Linked DNA regions of Mus musculus: region 2 is linked to region 1. A link is a contact called in public promoter capture Hi-C data. All regions are on one chromosome and are shown on one strand. The core of a region is the stretch at or near the end of the contact, and the rest is flanking DNA. Distances in the headings are between cores, read along the strand shown.

Region 1 (3,925 bases), core at 666-3,165:
CATCCAAACAAGCCTCACACAGAGCTGAGTAGCGTGCTTATCTACGAGCATGGGTCTTCAAAATATTTGGATAAAGGGAATTGATGAAAAGACTGGCAGCTAACCCACCCGGTGGCGATTAGGGGCAATAAAGGCTCCAGCTTATGTGCTTGCCAAAGACCAGCCTCTAATGTCTGCCTTCCAGAATTCTCTGTTAATGAGGAAGCCAATTGGCTGTTTTCTTAGGGCCATCTGGAAGCCTGGAAGTGTCACAGAAGTTTGTTAGCCCTTTAGATGTCGCTTTTGTGGCCTTATCTATTGACAGGTGGTGACCTTCACTGGGTGCATATAGCGAACTGTGGCGTTGGGTTTGACTCCCTCCAGCAGTCAGGCAGAAGTGCCATCCAACCTCCTCCACTGATGCTCTATTTTAGTGGCCACTTGGCCTTCCTTGCCATTTGGTGCCAGCTCTTCCTCTCAAGTCCCCTCCTCTCACCTGCCAGTTCTAGCAGATCTTGCCTAACCTGACTATAACTTCCGTGCTCATTTGATGACAGCCTCAGACAGGGTCAGCCCTCCATTACTAAGTGAGATTCAGAACAAAATAAAATGCTTCGTGAAACACTTTTCTTTGGTTAATCACTACCTGTCCTGGTTTGAAGAAACTGTTGTTCTAGTTAATAGATAAGGCAGATGATGATAGGATGAGACATTTGGAGCCTGGTGTAAAGCCCAGCTTTGGACTGCTTTGTCATTTAGCAGCTAGGAAACCATGTGGTAACAAGCCCCAAAGAGAAATTTAGTCCACCTTTCTTCCTGCAGTTAATTTAAAAAAACAAAAACAAAAAACAAAAACTCTGGATGTGATGCACTCACAAATCTTCACAGCACATTGACGTGCTATAATGCTTGATTAGGGCAATTTACTTGTATAAAAGGATCTTTGAAAATCCTTGCGGTTAATAATGTATGTCAGAGTGGATCAGTTCTGACAGTTTTTTTAACATTGAAGGTACATCACATAAGCGAGTTTCAAATAACGTCTGATTATCTCCCTAAATAATCTGGGTGCATGTTTTTCACTGGCACAAAAATAACCAGATTTAAAGAATCGCTCATTTTTATTTTATCAAACTAACGGCAAGGCTTGCTTGGTATGTCTGTAACTTTAAATAACAGTGTTGCTCATTTGTGAGTCTTTGACTATCAAAAGCATCCCAATTGGGACAGTTTTACTGAAGGATAAGCTCATCGTTATCCATCCTTACAAGTCCCACCCACAACTTCGGGTTTGGTGGGTGCTGCAGCACGCACCTGTGCTGGTGGGACCAGGGCTGTTGAAAGAGTGGAGAGAATCCTGCTCATTCCCCCCTCCTCGCCCCCTTTGCTGAGGCATGTGAGACACACTGCATTCTGCAGAGAAACGAATTTCGAAAGCACGAAGTTGGCAGCAGCGAGGTGTCCAGGACTACTCACACACACCAAAGCTGCTGGCCCTCCTGCGTCCTGCCACGCGTGCATCTGGGAGTTGTGAAATGAGTTACTAGAAGGAGGTAGGGCGCGAAGTCTAGCCTCAATGTTGAGCAGTGTTGCGCGCACCACAGTGTCAAAACAAGATTGCATTCGGCCAGGTGGGCGTGCGCCCCGGGGAGCCCAACACTTGTCAGCATCTTCGGTTTGCTTGGGTTCCTCCGAAGTTACGGAGGTGCAGGGAAGAGGAGGGGCCTCGCCTAGGACGCATAAGTGATTGGCTGTCCGGGGCCCTTGGAGAGGGCGTGTGGTCCAGCCCTGGTGGAGAGGGGCGGAGCGGCCACTGTTCCTACCGCTGCCGCCGCCAGCACAATCACAGCCACCGCAGCCTTGGCCTCTGGGCAAGTCGTGTTTAGCAGCGGCTTCCCGGGTGTCCAGGCCGGACGAGAACGCCTTACTGGGCTTGCTTGGTACCCTACCGGTGCCTGGCAGCCAAGCAGCAGCCACCACAACCGACCCTGTACGTGGTGTCTCTCTGGATCCGAGCTTTCTGTGCAGGTTAAGTCCCTCGGGCCCCGCCGACCCCTTGCCACTATGCCCCTTGCGACCACTCTTGGCACCCTGGTGCTACTGTTGCTGCTACCGCTGCCCCGCGGTGCTGAAGTGACTGGGGACCATTCGAATGTCGCCTTGGACTACGGAGCCTTGGAAGGCGAGGAGGGCACGGAGCAGCAGCTGCATTACCACGACCCCTGCAAAGCTGGTAGGTACCACCGCTGGCTGTCCTAGTCTCCGGGCAAGTCGGGCTGAAGTTTGCCTTTGAAATGCAAATGAGGGGTGGGCAAGGCGGGCCACTCCGCTCCTGAGAGATGTCCCCGGCTCCCGCGGGAGGGGGAGGACAATGTCTGCGGGAAACTGCTTTAGTACTCCTCCAAGTCCAGGAGGACATCCTGGTCCCAGGTTAGCAGTGCACATCGGGTGGCGGCCGCAGGATCGGTCCCATAGGGAATTCTGGCGGATGTGGAAAGCAAAGCCTGTGTGGTGCACGGTGGGCTCGGGTCGCCTGTCAGCCTCTAGGCACCCGCTACCTCCAGACACTGCAGGAGTCGAGCCTGGCTGGGCGCGGCGCTCCAGGCTCTGTCCGATGGAGTAGCTGGCTTCATCGGAGTTCACAGCAGTTGGAAGTTTCCCGCGAAGTTTCCAAGATCTGTAGTTACTCTTGGGAAGAGATTAGAAGACAGACAAAAAAGCTTCACAGGACAGAAGGAAGAGTCCCCTAGGGAGAACGCCCACGACTTGAATTGCTCCAGCTTCCCCCCCACCCGTGCCCCTACCCCCGCAGTCTCCTCAGCACCCGACTGAGATGGAAGTCAGCAGGTGCTCTAATTCCACCAGGAAGCTGCGCCCCAGGACTGCACCGGGCACGCCAGCATTTGAGCACAAACCTTTGCCCCAGCTACAGGGCCTGCTTCCCTCCAGCTACTAACCCTGTTTTGGGATGTGCGGCAAGAGATAGATGGGGGGTGATAAAGCATCCCAGCAAAGGTTACTAAGTATCTGTCCGCAAAGGACCCAAACGTATCAAAGTCAAGAGCAGTTACTAGCTGGGACCCAAGCAGGTGCAGGACTCAGACTACCTTGAGGCTGCTCCTGGATGGTGGCCGAGAACCCGTTAGTAGTGTTTTCCTTTGTCCATTGCCCAACCTGATTGATTCGCTTCTGGTGTGCAAAAATAAGGGATAAGAGGCCTTGAGGATACTTGAGGCGATCAGAGTGGTTCCTCTGGGCACAGTGGCCCATCAGGTCTGGGCCATTTCATTCCCTCAGTTCATAGAGACTTCTCTCAGCCTCAGGCTCCTCATCTCTAAAATGGAAGAAGGTAAACAGAGGACTTGGGTGGGAATTTCTTGCCATTGGAATCAATTATAGAGTGTTGTCGTTATTTTTACCATTACTGTGGTAACTCTAGGGCATAGGCTGGAGTCACTTCACAATGCATGTTCTCTGAAGAAGATGAGGTTCCTAGGAAGGCCTCAGGTGTTCTTGAGACCAGAGGGGCCTGTGCATATGGAAGGTCAAGCTGGGTGTGGGGGGACCTGGCCTTAACCACAGGAAAGATGCCAGAAAAATCCAACTGTATATGAGGCCCCGGGATGGGAAATAGAATGGGTGACTTCCGGGAAATAGAGAAGGTGGTACCTCCAGATAAATGAAGGTACCATGCCTGATTGTAATGTCCAGCCGGGATGGTCTGAGCATGGTTAGAATGGTGACCTGGTCCTAAAATGAGAGTGCCTAAGCTTGAGATGAGCAGGAGCAACAGTCACACCTGTCAGATTCAGAGGAGCCACCTCTGGGAGGCAGTAGGGGCCAGTGGGGCCAGAAGGGAGATTGGTTTGAAAAAACAGGCTGGGTGCCTGGTATATGTAGGATGCTAGTCTAGATGCTGCAGACCCAGAGGGAAAGATGCAGATCT
Region 2 (3,925 bases), core at 1,051-3,550, 600 kb before region 1:
AAATCAACCCCAGGATGCATGATGTTTTATCACAGCAATAATAACCAGAAATAAGACATAGTTTTTTGCTTAAAACCTACTCATTCCTTCTATACACTTTAAGTCATGCCTAGGTTATAACAGCTAATGCTACATAAATAGCTTTTAAAATGCATTGTTTAGGGAATAACAAGAAAAAGGTCTGTATGCATTCCATATAGACCTTCCCAACTTCTCCCCTGAAAGTTTTAGTTATGATGTTGGTTTAAGACATGGGACCAGGGGCTGGAGAGATGGCTCAGTGGTTAAGAGCATTGACTGCTCTTCCAGAGGTCTTGAGTTCAATTCCCAGCAACCACATGGTGGCTCACAGCCATCTGTAATAGGGTCAGATGCCCTCTTCTGGGGTCAAGGATATACTCATACACAAAAACAAACAAACAAACAAATCTTTAAAACAAACAAACAAACAAGGACTTGGGACCAGCTCTTCTTGGCTGACATTCCCTGCCTCACCTCAGTCTTGTGTTTCAGAGAGTAACTTATTTTATTAGTGTGCATGTGTGTAGGCCTATTCATGAGTATACGCATGAATGTGAGTACATGTGTGGAAGCCAGAGCACAATCTCATGATTCATTCTTCAGATACCTTCAGTATGTGTTATAGTTCTGAAGGGAAAGGCTTCCCCATTACCTTTGGGGATGGAAATGGGGTGGGGGTTAGGGGTGGAGGGGTTAGGGTGGGGGAGGGTTGTTTCCCCCAATGCAAGTGTAACACCATCTCTGCTCCAGCAGGGGGAGATGTCCCCAGTGAAAGTGTTATAGCTCTGCTCAGAGATACTCTGGCAGTCCTGAGCCAAGGAATACCACAAAGTCCCACCCAGCATACAACCAACCTCACACAGGAAACTTACTGCAAGGGGAAACCCGCGGAGGGTGGCGGCCTCTGCTGGGGTGAAAAGCGGCAGAAGCTCAGCGGGTTTTGTATAGGGTTTCTTGGTGGGGCGGGACAGGCGATGAAGACAGAGCTTTCCAGGGTGTCCAGGGAGGGAGTGGTGGGATTTTTGTGGCCTGATTTTGGGGCAATTCTAGGGGTTGGTGGGAATTTTGTGCTCAGGGATTGGTGGGATTCTGTTTCTTGGCCCTGATTTTGAGCTTGGGGTCAAGATAGGGTCAAGGTTGCCTGGTCTGGGGGTCAAGTCAGGGTCACAATGTTCTTTCCCTTCACTTTTTACTCTCTACCATCTATATTTTTTGCTTTTAGAAAAGATTTTATGTGTCTCTGTGCATCTGTGCGCATGTGCCCCGGAGGCCAGCTCTGGAGGCTATAGGAAGGCAATCAGTCCTTTGGAACTGGACTCACTGTCTGGCCCTTGTGAACCTTTCAATGCAGGGAATCAAACTCTAGTCTTCAGGAAAAGCAGCAAGTGTTCTTAGAACCACGGAACCATCTCTAGCTGCCCCTTATTGTTAATTGTGAATTTCATATATCAATACCATGTTTTTTTTTTTTTTTTTTTTTTTTCCACCTGCCTCTGCCTCCCAAGTGCTGGGATTAAAGGTATACGCCACCACTGCCTGGCTTAGTCACATTTTCTTGTTGGCCTGAAGTCACCCAAGGAGGCTTGTTTGGATGACCCAAAATTTGCCTCTCTATTCTAGCCAGTGCTTTTGGTGTCTTTATACTGACTTTCCCCCTCCCCCAAATATGTACCCTGAAGATCAGCCCCTGCATACATACACACACACATACATACATTCATACATAAATACATACATACATACACACATACATATATACACACACAAGAGTTTACTTAGGGTAGCTTACAGGAACGTATGCAATTTACCACTGATTATATACCATTGAAGAAAATGCCTTTTCTTCCCTTTTACTAAGCCTATGGATCTTGGGGGTGGGGTGAATGGGGGTTTAAGTGAGTGAGGGGTGATGAGCCCTTTTCCCTAGCAACCGTTAACTGCCTACCGAACTGGGGGATGGGCAGGGCCTCAAGAACCTTTTCTCTTCAAGTGACTTTAAAAACCGACAGTTTTGTAACTCAGAGATTTACCTAGCGGGGAGGGGAGCGCAGCCAGGAATTTGTGACTTGATCCGCGGAACTACATGGGTTAATCAAAACGAGAAACTACATCTCCCGGTAGGCCTCGGGCAGGTGTTTCTCCTGCCCTTTCGTTGGTTCTGTGCTACCAATGACAGTTAGATATTTGAATAGACCAATAGTAGCATGGAACGGTTCTTATTTAGGCGGGGCCATAGGTTCGTCCAATCGTACAGGACTTAGAAAACCATCCTAGCCAATCTAAGGGCTAAGGGGCGGTGCCTGAGGCGGGGCTGCAGACCAAGCTGCCGCGGAAGATGGCGGCTGAGGCGCCGAGTGGAGGGGAGGCGCCGGTCTGCGACTCTGGCCGGAGGTGAGCCAAGTTTTCCGTCCTGCTGCCTAGGAGACGGGACTGTGGGCTAGCGATGTCGCCGCCCTGCCCTTGAGTCACCGTGGTCCACAGGCCCGGGCTTTGTTCCTCTCTCCCGTGGTGTCTACGCCGACGCGCCTGCGGGGGCTGAGGCGGGTCTTTGCGGTCCGTGCTTCCCGCTGCGCTGCTCTCCGCGAGTCCCACGGCCGTGTGTGGAGCCCTCCCGACGCTCTGGCTGCAGACCCCCGGGCCACGGTCATGGTGTCTGCCCTGGCGCCGAGCGTTTTGAGTGGCAACTGAAGCCCAGAGCGGTTTAGAGAATCCCACAACGCCCCGGGAGCTTTAAATGTCCTTCGTGACAGCCTCTGCGCTTTACTCAGAGCCGCGACTTGAGTGATGGTTAAAAGGGATTTTTGTCCCCTAAGCTGGCTGACCTTTCTCGGCTTCAGCCTTCTTCTGTAAATAAACATAACGATACTTATTTCAGAACCTGGACGGGATGACACAACCTATTTAAAGCGCATAGCACCCATCCTGGCAAACACTTCAAAATACGATAGATTTTTATGTTTCCTTGAAATTGTGATCTCATTTCTTCTTTCTGGAACGAGTACTGTCCCTGTCATAAAGTCGAGCCTTTCTTAACCGATTACAAACAAATATTTGGAGTCTGACACACTCCAATAGAATGAGATTACTTACATTGTCAGAGAGTATGATCAATGCTATGCTTTGGTACGGAGTTAGTACAGAACAGAAGAACCAAGAATTTTGGGAAACCGAGTTTGTGAGCCTGATTTTTCCTGAGCCCTGATGGGCTTGTGTGGGTATTGTTACTGTTTTGTATGGAGGAGTTTTCCACTCTTTGACCTTTTATTTCTCCCGGGAACTGTGCCCGTGGGTTGATAAATGTCATTAGATTATCTCTCCTCCGACTCGAAAATCCTGAATTGTAATGAAAATGAGGACAAATGAAATACTGTTCTACAGCAAGAGGACTTAGAATTCTTCCTTGAGGCTGCTGTCAACTGAATGTAAAATTTGAAACTGTTAACTATCTGACCAACACAGTTTTCTCTGAATCTGAAACCCTCTATTGTCGTTACTGAGACAGGTTCTTGCTAAGTACCTCGGCTGGACTGGAACTCCCAGTCTCGTTTCAGCTACCCGTGTACTTGTCAATTGCATATTGCAGGGGATTAGTCTGGGGGTTCTTGTGAGGCTTATTTATTTATTTATTTATTTTTGAAACAGAGTCTCTCATGTAATCCAGGGAACCCCAATCTTGAGCTTCCGAACCTCCTTCCTCTGCCTCCCAAGTGCTGGAATTACAGGCATATGCCACCAAGCCCTGTCTTATGTGCTGCTAGGCAAGCCCCCTACTGACTGAGCTGCATCCCCAGCCCCATTTAATCAATGGGACTAACACTTTTTAAATCTGTCATTTATCGTGCTTGTGTATGCCTGTGCACACACACTTAGGTACCACAGTGCATGCACAGGAGAGCAGAAAGCA

What was found. Promoter capture Hi-C pulls out the DNA fragments that hold promoters and counts their contacts.
Region 2: a promoter capture Hi-C map of pre-B cells shows a contact between it and region 1, with 6 times the contacts expected there. The contact joins the promoter of Arhgap19 here to the promoter of Tll2 in region 1. A contact is called at or near these places in 4 of 39 promoter capture datasets (cranial neural crest, frontonasal cranial neural crest, hippocampal neurons and 1 more), 2 of 115 datasets of contacts at active chromatin or transcription factors (embryonic stem cells and stem cell-derived neural progenitor cells) and 2 of 9 other capture datasets (embryonic stem cells and macrophages).

What each region holds. Positions count from the first base shown.
Region 1 is chr19:41,204,764-41,208,688 of GRCm38.p6, reverse strand. Tll2 (tolloid-like 2) reads left to right here and starts at 1,915. Exons shown (of 21, transcript NM_011904.4): 1 at 1,915-2,212. The coding sequence starts at 2,044.
Region 2 is chr19:41,800,459-41,804,383 of GRCm38.p6, reverse strand. Arhgap19 (Rho GTPase activating protein 19) reads left to right here and starts at 2,300. Exons shown (of 12, transcript NM_027667.3): 1 at 2,300-2,412. The coding sequence starts at 2,357.